Linked DNA regions of Canis lupus: region 2 is linked to region 1. The links are chromatin contacts, called in public Hi-C maps. All regions are on one chromosome and are shown on one strand. Each heading gives the region's core, a stretch centred on a gene start, on an enhancer-like site or on the middle of the called end of the contact. The rest is flanking DNA. Distances are from core to core; before and after follow the strand shown. Region 1 holds the start of AHCYL1 (S-adenosylhomocysteine hydrolase-like protein 1). Region 2 holds the start of GPR61 (G-protein coupled receptor 61).

The links. A called contact is a pair of places that touch in the nucleus more often than the background predicts.
Region 2: a Hi-C map of blood shows a contact between it and region 1, with 2.7 times the contacts expected there. The contact joins the promoter of GPR61 here to the promoter of AHCYL1 in region 1. A contact is called at or near these places in 3 of 9 Hi-C or Micro-C datasets (amygdala and blood).

Annotation. Positions count from the first base shown.
Region 1 is chr6:42,439,977-42,445,839 of UU_Cfam_GSD_1.0, reverse strand. AHCYL1 (S-adenosylhomocysteine hydrolase-like protein 1) reads left to right here and starts at 4,033. Exons shown (of 17, transcript XM_038541051.1): 1 at 4,033-4,203. The coding sequence starts at 4,084. It overlaps LOC119872347 (a long non-coding RNA gene), which reads left to right. Exons shown (of 4, transcript XR_005360396.1): 4 at 1-603.
Region 2 is chr6:42,777,543-42,783,201 of UU_Cfam_GSD_1.0, reverse strand. It overlaps GPR61 (G-protein coupled receptor 61), which reads left to right and starts at 2,278. Exons shown (of 4, transcript XM_038541070.1): 1 at 2,278-2,392; 2 at 5,110-5,293; 3 at 5,533-5,659.

The DNA.
Region 1 (5,863 bases), core at 2,784-5,283:
AACCCAGGATCCCCTGGGACTCCGGGACAGTTCACTCCACAGACAAATCAAGCTCAACATGCCTGAAGCTGACTCCTTATCTCAGCAGCCCCTCTGCCCAGCCTTGCTTCTCCTCCCAGGTTCCTCATCCTGGTGGATGTCAGCACCATCTACCCACAGCTTGCCAGGCAGTGCAGGATCTGGCTCCACCTTCAGCTCTCACTCTGTTCCACTTTGCCCTGTGTGCCCCACCTGCACCGGAACACCTACAGTGCCCGTAATACACCAAGTCATTTCATTGCCCTGCCTCTTCTCATGCTATCCTTTCTCTACCTTGTCAAGCTGTTTATCTTACGTCAAGAGTCAGCCCAAGGAGCAGCTGCCTCTACAAAGCTTTTCCTGCTCATCCCCACCGCCACTCCCCCATATCCCCACCATCTGTCCCCTGGTAGAGATCAGTACGTCTTTTGTCTCTGTAACCCCAATATCTAGTGCTGCTCCTGGCACATCTTCAACATTTGACGCATATTTTGTGAATTTAAAAAGATGAATGAGGGGCGCCTGTATGGCTCAGTTAGCTAAGCATCTGCCTTTGGCTCAGGTCATGATCCCAGAATCCGAGGACCCAAGTCCCATGTTGGGCTCCCTGCTCCATGGGGAGCCTGCTTCTCCTCCTCCCTCTGCCTGCTGCTCCCCCTGCTTGTGTTCTCTCTCTCTCTCTCTGTCAAATAAATAAATAAAATATTTTTTAAAAAATGAATGAATGAATGTGGAGAGTAAATTTTTGGGAAGACAGAAGAGTGGATTTCATTAACAAGACCAAGCCTATGGGTGATACCCCAGTGCCACCACATTTCTGGGGACAGCATCTCCTAATTCATTTCTACCCTCAGGCTACTCTTTTCTAGAGTAGGGTCCCTTCTGGTCCCTAGGCTCTTTGACACCTTCCCTCCGCACACACAGCAGGTGTACCTGGCCTTGGGGCTCTATTCTTCTCAAACGTTGGCTCCTGGTCATTGTTCTTATCTGTGTATGGATGGTGCCGTTCAGGAGAAAGAGCCCTGACTCACCTACCTGACTTAGCTCAGAGGTGCTGAGTCAGATAGGTGGGTAGGCAGGTTGAGCACAGGTCATTTCTTGATATCCATGAGAGGCAACCCCCCTACCTGGGCCAAGTGGGACCATCTAGGAGGGAGAGGGTGCAGCATGCAACAGTTCTCACCCATGTTATGTCATCATACTCTCTGGCTGGGTGAGTTCTTCGGGCCCTGGTCCACACATGGTGGGAGCAATAGCAGCCAACCATGTCCTCTGCAGCAGGCTGATTTCCAGGAAGGCCCTGGGCCCTGGGCCCTGGCCCGACATGAACCACATAGGTCTGCTGCTTTTTCCAGGCAGGGAGTACTATCACTCCTGCCTTCCATTCTAAGAACCCAGTTCCCCTAGCTCAGCCTCCCCTGCCTCCCCTTGGGCCAGGCACTCAGGTAAGTGGAGTCAGACCTGCTGGTCTCCTTCCTGGTTCAAACTGCAAGGGTATTGTTTCATCTCAGACCGACTCTGCCTTGAGCATCCTCAGCAGCAGCAACGGCCAATTCCATGAGTGAGGTGTTAGGGAAAACCTCTTACTTTGATTCAGGAGGAGTCAGAGTGGTGAACCTCCCTCTCACGGAGTCTCACAGTCTGATTGCTAGGACCCATGGCAAAATTTGGGCTCAGAGAGACAAAGCCCTCAGACAATGGGAATTTTAAAAATCAAATCCAGAGGACAGACACATCTACTTTTTTGTGCGCTTTTTGTTTTTTGTTGTTTTTTCTTTTTTTTAATAAGCTAGCCTAAGTCACATGCTTTCCTATTCTAGGGATATGAAGTTTTTACTTCTGTTCCAACTGGCTCTGCCTCTGTTCTCTGAGCAAGCACCTCTGATCCTTGGACACTGACAACATTTGGGCAAACTCATGGGCTGCAAGCTACTTTAGGCTGTAGGTCCAAAGACTCCTGGGTGGGCAAGTATGGTTCCTGGCCCCAGCTGAGAGATAAAGAGGAAGGTACCAGTGTGGTACCCATGTGAATGAATCTGGTATTCTGGTCCCCCTGCTCTCTGTCCCTTCTGATACAGGAATACCCCTGAGAGGGAAGTTGGGGACCTTTGAGTGAATCCCAACAGCGAAGATGAGGATCTGCAGAAGCATGCACCCCATTGGCCATTTCCAAAGCCCAATTCAAACACGTGGCCCCATGGGGTGGGGCGGTTGGAACATGGGCTTCTCTGACTAAGATTTCCGGGGCCCCAAGAGGCATGTATTTCACACCCTCCCCAATCTTGAACACAAACCAGTGAAAAAAGATGTCATTTCAAGGCACAGCTCTTTTCTTCAAAGAGCTGAGCCTGTCAGAGACCTGGTGGGCTTCTGGATATAAAGAGGTGGGCTTGGTGGAGCCCTTGAGAAAAGGGCACTGGGAGGACCTGAATTACTCATCACAGTAGAGAGGAATCTGGCTTCCCAGAGTCAGTCAAGGAGGAGAGAGGGAGGTGGAAGGATGGGAAGGGAGTAACAGTGGGGGTAACTGAGTGATGGGTATCAAGGAGGATACTGATGGAATGAGCACTGCGTGTTATGTACAATTGATGAATCACTGAACACTGCCTCTGAACCTAATAATACACTATATGTTAATTAACTGAATTAAGATAAAATTAAATTTAAAAAGGGAGTAACAGGAGGAAGCCACATTAGACAGCAGTGGGCTCGCGGAGCTTAGTGCGGTGGTGTGGCCAGGGAGAAACCCCAGGTGACAGGGTAGCCAAAATCACTTCTCAGAACATTTCAGAAATGTGACTTTAAATTGTTTGCCGTGTGATGTAATCTCTCCCCTGTGGCCCACAAACCTTCATTAAAAGTTCTGCTACATGTTACGGCATTATTTTTGCAGTTGTTTTGGAATAGGGGTGGGAGCTGAAAGCAGACAGGGCTGTGTTCCATATCCGAATTGACAGCAGGAACTGAAAAATGGCCACACCAGCGGGATGGTGAATAAGACCTCAGATGAGGCAGAAAACTAGAGCCAGGGGCGACCACGGAGATCTAGGTCCCCCCGTAAGTCACAGAACTCTTGGGGAGGGCCCTGGACTTTCCACAGGACACAGGACGTGGGCACTCAGCCAAGGCCGCTTACGCCTCAAAGGACTCGCTACCCGGGCTGACAGCAGGCTCCAGGTGGGGTCGCCCGGCCCCGGGACGAGCTGCGGCCACCGCCCCGCAGAGGAGCCACGCAAGGGCGCCCTGGCGGGCCGGACCCTCGCGGCCCCCGCCGGCCCGACGACGTCCCCGGGCGGGCCTTCCCCGGCAGGCGGCAGGCGGCTGGCGGCTGGCGGCTGGCGGCTCCCGCAAGGTCGTGGGAAGGCCGAGGGCTGCGGCGGGCCCCGCGGCGCGCGGGGGGAGGGGCGGCGGCTCGGCGGCTCGGCGGCTCGGCCCCCGCACTCCCTGGCGCGGCTGCAGAACGTGTCGCGGGGGGCTCCGGGCTCCCCAGCAGCCCGCCCTCGCCCCTCTCCGGCCGAGCGGGGACCCGCAGCCCCAACTGCCCCCGCTCAAGTCCCCAGGCCTCCTGGCCCGGAACCACGCGCCGCTCACAGGGCGGATGCCGCCACCTGGCGGCGGAAACGTCCCGCTTCACTCTGGGAACCTGCGGGGCAGGAGGAAGAAGGCGGGGCTTCTGCCGCCGGTCCGGCGTGGTGACGTCAGGACGGGACGCCGCGGCCCCGCCCCGCTCGGGCTGCCAGTACTTGACGTGGCGTCACCGCCCTCTACCCTTACTTTGCGTGCGTGTCGGCGTGCGGCGGAGGTGGCGGCGCGGGCCGGCCGGAGCTCGGCGCTGCAGCCCCGGGCGCTCCTGCCGCCGCCGTCGCTGAGCGGCCGGTGCCGACTGCCGAGCGGGCGAGACCCCGGCCGCCGCAGCGTAGGCTCGGCCGCGGCTGGGCGCGGGCCGGCGGGAGGGGGCGGGCGCGCGTCGGAGGGCGCCGCGCGGGGACGAGGCGGGCGGCGGGCGGGCGCCGCGCGGGGACGAGGCGGGGGCGGCGGGGCCGCGCGGGCCGGGCCGGCCGGGGGATGTCGATGCCTGACGCGATGCCGCTGCCCGGGGTCGGGGAGGAGCTGAAGCAGGCCAAGGAGATTGAGGACGCCGAGAAGTACTCTTTCATGGCCACCGTCACCAAGGCGCCCAAGAAGGTGCGGGGGCCCCGGTGGCGGCGGGGGCCTGGGCCGGGGCCTCGCGCGGGGGGGCGAGCGGGCGCGGGCCGGGCTGCAGGCGGCGCGGGGCCTCGGGCGGGGGGGGGGGGATGCGGAGGGCAGTGCCCCGGGCCGCCCCGAGCCGCAGAGGCCGCCGCTGGCCCCACTTTCCTTTGTCCCTCGGCCCTGCTCCTCCGGGATCTTTATGAAACCCGAAAGGGCCGGGCCTTCAATCTGCGGCTGACTTTTCCCGGATGAAGGGCCAGGCGGGGGCGGGGGGCCGACTCGGCGGACCTCGTGACCTGCCCCCGGGAAGGCGCCGTGCAGACCCCCAGGTGAGCGGGGTAAGGCTGGCGGGGCTGCTGTGGGCAGATGTTTGGGACCCGGGCCGGCTTACCCGGCAGCTGCGTGCTCAGCTTGGAGGCAAGAGGGAAAAGACCTGAAGCCAGCTGTTTCACGCAGGCGAAAGCAGCGAGGGCAGTGTGGACTTGAAAGTATGATTTTCACCTTCCAGGGTCATCCAGTTGCTTCGGCATATGTGAGATACTAACGTTTGGAGGTTGGTGACAGCAGGCACCGCCATGAATACAGGTTGATTGTAGTCATGTGAATAGATCCCTTAGGCATCCCTTGAGAAAGGAGCCCGGGTGGGTTGGAGGGTGGGTGGCAAGGAACGATTGCTCATTCTTGACTGCACTTAACTGAGGCAGAACAACTTTAGGCTATTGTGCTGCGAGTTGAGCTCAAAGGACACCCTTCTGATTCTCTTGTCGTGAAAGATTAAGTAACGACCTTTTAGTCTTACCTAGCTTTCTGGTGGAATTGGGGTCCCAAGTGCTTTGTGAGCATTGGCTGCCAACCACATCTTGACTTTCCACATACCTGGCACCCAGGGAACAGTGGACCCGAGAACCTTTGCAAAGAGGTGACCTTTCTGAACCAGTGAGGAGCTGGATAAATATTTCCCTCCTGTAAAGACAGTGTTTCGTTCGAGGCTGTCTCTGCCTGCAGTGTTTGATGGGATGCAGCGCTTGTGTAAGCTAAGTAAAGCGAGGTTTGCGGGAAGAGTTACGGTCCTTGAGGTTCCTGAGACCTGAATTCGTTAAGCTGTCATCCTGGGAGCGATGACTTTGTTTTTAAAGGAGGATAATCTACCACTCCAGAAATCAAATGAAGGATTGAAAAGACAGGTCGCTGTTGTGTGCTGTAGCTCCGCTTTCCCACAAAATTAAGAAGCTTATCAATAGAATGCATTAAAAAGGTAGTAGAAGATCTTCTGATTCTGTGGTGTCTGATTTGAGTGCTCTCGGTTCAGCTGACTGCTTTGTTGGGACAGTACCTGTAATCTGCACTATTTGGAGACACAGCTTTTCTAAGAATGCTTAAGGATAATAACCTATGAGGAGTTAGGGAAAAGCCCTGGTATCCTAATTCCCTGAACTCTTCCTCTCCCCATTAGACTGTCCTCTTTGTCTAGTTGCTTCAGGTATTAAGCGCCTTTATTCTTATTTGCCTTAATTTTATCCCATGCTGTTGCAATTGCCAAGACAGTTTGTATTGTAGATTGTAAACTGAATAAAGGCAGGTACTCTTGTTAACCAGTGTATGTATCGTGCCTAGCTCTACATCTAGGATCTAGTAGATTATTTATTTATTTATT
Region 2 (5,659 bases), core at 1,029-3,528, 340 kb before region 1:
AAAAACTATAGTAGGTAGATAAACTGAGGCACAGATGGCCAACTCACAGGCCAAGGGCTTACCACCAACCAGTAGAGTAGAGCCCAACTAGAACCAAGGTTCTCCTCCCAATCCAGTGCCCTTTGGATAATCCTGTACTGGTGAGCCTGTGTGTGCTCTGGTTCTTTCTCAGTCCTTGGAAGGGGCCATTGGCTTCCTTTCAGGAAGCATGCGGGTGCTGATCATGCCTTACCTGATCCCAGAGGGTTTGGCCGATCTCAAGATGATCTTACCAACATGTCAGCACAGGGCTTAATAAAAATCATTTTGCTGGGATCCCTGGGTGGCTCAGTGGTTTGGCGCCTGCCTTTGGCCCAGGGCGCGATCCTGGAGTCCCCGGATCAAGTCCTGCGTCAGGGCTCCCGGCATGGAGCCTGCTTCTCCCTCTGCCTGTGTCTCTGCCTCTCTCTCTCTGTGTCTATCATAAAATAAATAAATAAATCTTTAAAAAAGAAAAAGAAAAAAATCATTTTGCTGTTTACAGGGTGTCAGGCATGTACCTAGGGGAGCAGGGTTTCTTTATAGTGGGAGGCTATGCCCCTCCATCTCGCCTCCAAAGGCTCATCACATGGCCTTGGACGCTGTAAGGATGGTGTTTACAGGTTTACATTTGATATTTTAATTTGATTTCCCTGTACTAAGTAACATATGTGTTTTATTTCAGGCTGTCTCCTGGAAAGCCACGGCCACTTCTGTGGAATAGGCTTTAGGGCTTCAGCCCAGAGTCCCATGTCAGGTCTCCAGAGAGGCCATGGGGGCATGGAGGAAGGAGTAAATGCTTTAGCTTCAAACAGGCCTGGGTTCAAATATTGGCTCTGGCACTTCCTCTCTGTGTGATCTCGGGAAAGTCCCTTAATCTCTGGCTCCCATATTTTCATCCATAAAATAAGGTGAATAAAGGCTGCCTCATAGAATTTATGTGAGGATTGAAGGTACAGTATATAAAGGACTTGGCACTTGTAAGAGCTCAAGAAAATGTGTTTGGGGATACTGGTGATCACTCTGCGCTTTGGGCTGGTCAGTGGCCTCTTCACAGTTAACCTGGGGCACAGGGCAGACCTTGACTTCTCTGGGTTTTCTGGGTAACTCAGTGTTTTCATGGCTCTTTCAGTTGAGTCTGGTCTTTCTTTCCTTTTGGAGGCAGAAAGAATTTCTGGATGGGCAAGTCTCAGGGCAGAGGGCTCGGGAGTAGGTATCATGCCTGAATTCCTGACCTAGGCTCATGGCTCTGCCATGTGTGGCTTTGGACAATGTCTTCACCTCTCTGGGCCTCAGAAACATGGGTAGTTTGGCCTGTGGGGTGTGTTTCAACTCTGCAGTGTTAGGATCCTATCCTTGGGTGTCAGGCATGTACCTAGGGGAGCAGGGTTTCTTTATAGTGGGAGGCTATGCCCCTCCATCTCGCCTCCAAAGGCTCATCACATGGCCTTGGACGCTGTAAGGATGGTGTCCTGCAGCTCAGTCCAGTCCTACAGATCCAGAGCAATCTGAGCCTTCCTGAGTTCCTGGTGCCCACTCTGTCTTCAGGGAACAGTGTTATGGTGGTACCACTATGGTGGCTCATGGGGATGTTAGATCCCCCTACCTCCATCGGTTCTCACAAGCCCACACCAAATAAACATACAATCTAAGAAAACAATAGTAATGTGACTCCTGAGGGATAATGCAGAGTTAGGAAAAGGCCTTTAGCTCCCTGTCGAACCTGAATGCCACTCCTGAACCTATCCCCTGTACATTTTTGGCAGCTGACCCTGGAACCTTGGCCCCTGCCAGGCCTAACCTGGTACTCTGTGTCTGCATTGACCAACCTGCTACAAAAGCATCTTGGTTCTGATGTCACACAGAAGCATGCGATGGCAGGGCTGTCAGGAGCCTCAGGATCATCTATCCTATATTCTCTTTGAACAGATAGGAAATCAAGGCCAGAAATGGGAAGTGACTTGCCCTAGGTCATACAGCTCATAAGTACCAGAGCCAGCCCTTAAACTGGGATTTTCTGATTCTGAGTAGCCTTTATACTTCACCAGGCTGGCCAGGAGAGTCTCCCCTGACTATGGTCACTGCCCCAAGAAGGTTTTGAGATGCCACTCCAGCAATCCAAGAGAAGTGAGGGGGGTTGGAACCACCCCTGAGCATTTTCTGTGGGGGCACTGGTGCCTGGCTCCTTGCTTCAGAAGTGGCTCCAAGGGGCTGGGTGGGAAGCAGGAGGCCATTAGGACCCAGAAGCTCTTGGAGCATCCTGCTCTGCCTGCTGCCTCTCACCACTCACTGCAGTGGTTCAGGCTTCAGCAGCCTTGGAGAAGCATCAGCTGAGAGGAGCTATCACATGGGAGCCGGGAGCTGCTCAGCAAAGGTAGGAGTTGTCGACTAGGCCAGGAATAGGGGCCTGTCCCAGGGCCTGATGGTGAGTGCTGAGGTACTCTGCAGGAGGGTAGCTCTGCGTCCCCAGGACCAGCCCACCCTACCTTATGGTGGGCAGTTTCGTCAAGGGATGGGCTCCCAGGTATTGGGGTGTGGGCACCTCTGAAGCCTAGAGATGGGGGTTGATCTCCTGCCAGAGGGAGTACCCACATCCTACAGGCAGACAGGGTTCCCCATCTGTCTTCCTCCATGTCATAGAGATGGGTCCCCCGCATCCTAGGAATGGGTCCCTTGGCATGTAGGCTGATGGGCAATTCTGCGTCCTGGGCGTGGGCAACTCTGCTGGGAAGAGGTGTGGTTGCCCCCTGGAAATCTCTCCTGGCTTAGGAGGGACATACTGTTGTTTGAAGGAAGGCCGTGCTGGGGTCCTTGGGTTGGAAGCTCTGTATTTAGGAAACAGGTGCATTCGAATCCCAGCAACATCTCTGTGGCCTTGGGGTGGGCACTTATGCACATCTTGCATCCTGAAACAAAGATATTTGTAACTTGACGATGCCCTGGCCAGGGGGCCAGACCTTGACCCCTATGGTGGTAAAGCCTGCCAGGTGCTGAGAGGTCCTGGAGGTGAGGGAGGGCTTGCTGTCAGGAAGCAGTGGCAAGATGAGAGCGAGTGAGAAGGCATGATGCTGTGAGCTAGGAGTGGAGTGAGGCTCTCTGGGCTTCCCCTCTGACACTGTGATGCACAACCCTGCCCTCCCTGACCCCCATCCATCAGTAGGGAGTGCTGGGGAGCAGGCACGTTGGTCCATCTGTTAGGACAGAAACTGGAATCCTGGCATTTAGGAGTCAGTGTGGAGATCCTGCCCAGGCCGAGGGGGCTGTGGAAACGAGAAACGTCCAGTGCCTTCTTGCCTAGGGCTCCGTCATGGCTGCACAGTGCCCCCTCCATCTCCACGTGGAAACCATGTCTGCTTCCCTCGGTCTGGGGCCCTGGGTGGGCCTTGCTGGCAGACTCTTGATGTTCATGCAGACATGGAGGGCATTCACTCCTTTAGCTCCCGGGGCCTCAGAGCCACATCTTCAGGCCTCCACTCCCAGGTAGAAGGGATGAGAAAGATATGAAGCCCGGCATGGAAAGTAAGGGGCAAGGATGCCTTCCCTAGCGTTGCTTTCTGCATTTTTCCTGGTAGTGTCTTATGAGAAGCTGATGTCTCCACTTTGGAACCATCTCCACCTACCTTCTCTATAGACCCTGGGTCAATGTGGCCATTTTAACTGTGAAATGAGCTTCCTGTTATCCCTGGGGAGAGGCAAATCCCTAGGCAATTGTCCAAAGTTAGGGCTGTGCCAAGTCCAGGAGACCAGGTTACCCTTTCCAGAGCAGAGTCCTCTGGCTGGCACGCAGCTGCCCTACTGAGTGTACTTGGAGCAGGTACGAAGGGGCAGGGGCAGGTACTAAGGGGCAGGGACTCAACAGATCAGTTTGAGTTTGATACAATTCACAAAGTTATACTGAGCACCCATTGCATGCATGGCATGCTTGAAGTTAAAGGAATACACTATTGGTGGTTACCAAAACCCAAGGGTGGTTGTAAGGCTGTAACTACGGAGAGGGAATGGGAACGGTCTGCCCCACGTGGTCCACATCATTGCAGTCAGAGAAATGATGGGTTTTTAAATTCAGCCACCACCAAGCCCTTGGCAGCCCAGGAACTCACAGAGTCATCAAATGTTGTCAGAGATGGGAATCTTGGAGGTCGTCCAGTTCAATCTTCCCATTTTACAGATGAGGAAACCGTGATCCAGAGAACTTGTGACCTGGCTACAGACTTGGCGTATCTATAGCTTGCCTTGAGTTTGCATACCTTTCTATATTATACTGGGAGAAACTGGACTGCAAGAATAGGATATGGAAATGAATTTTTTTTTTAAATTTATTTACGATAGTCACACACACAGAGAGGGAGAAGAGGCAGAGACATAGGCAGAGGGAGAAGCAGGCTCCATGCACCGGGAGCCTGACATGGGACTCAATCCCGGGTCTCCAGGATCGCGCCCTGAGCCAAAGGCAGGCACTAAACTGCTGCGCCACCCAGGGATCCCGGAAATGAAAAATTTAAAGGCATTATTATTTCAACTATATGCAAACTTAATGTGGATAATGAGACACATACAACATTTGATCTGCCATTTGGCCGGGAGAAATGAGAGACGCTGAAACCCCAGACTTCTTCCCCTCTCAATGCCTTCCAGTTGTCTTCTCTGCTTTATGCTCACCCATTTCCACCATCACAGTGACCTACTCACTCTCACACCTACTCCTCCCCCACCCCCCAGACACCTACTCCTCCCTCCTAGCTCTGGAATGTGCTAATGGTCCAGGATCAAGAGGACTCTGGGCCGGGGATCTGCTCCAATGATCAGAGATCTGAGGACCCCGGGAGTGGAAGGTTAGGCACTTCCTCCCCCACCTGCAGGGGTATGGTGGCTTGGAAAAGCTAATGAGTGGGTAAAGAAGGGCAGCTTTCAAGTGACCTATGCCCTTCTGGTTTGGGGGGCAGTGGAGCCTGAATGGGCTAGCATCCCAGTTTCCTTCCAGCTGGAATGTTTTGTTTTCACGGTTCCTCCTCAACACTCCCCAAATGGCAGCTCTTTATCTTGGGGGTGGTGATGTCACAGGACACCAAACACAGTCCTTCCCTCTTTCAGGTGATCTCTTCCCAATGGTAGCCCCAGAGCACTAATAGACATTTTTGGAGATGATTCAGATGCAACAACTATCCATTGAATGCCTATTGCATTCCAGTCGCTGTAGAGGGCACCATCAGGTGGGCTGGAGTACTGACCCTGGAGCCGGACCACACGGGCACCTACCTGGACCTTGCCGCCTTTGGTAAGTTATTTAATCTTTCTGGACCTCAGTTTCACCAACTGCAAAATGGGGATGAGAGTAATACTCATAGGTTGTGTGAGCACTAAAATGAGCATATTTAGGTACAGTGCTTAGAACGGGGTTTGGCACCTGGAAAGCATCTTTAAACATGTTACTACATATGGGTGGTATTGTTATTAAGTCTCACAGGCTCCTCCAAACACAGTTGTGAAGTGGCTGCTGTTCCCTTCATTTTACAGATGCCTTCATGAGGAAACTGAAGTCCAGCAGAGTCACAGAGTCCATCATTCCCAGGCCTAGGACTAGAAACCAGATTTTGTGTCGCCTCTGCACCCCAACAGCTCCTGCCATTCTGAGACAAGAAAT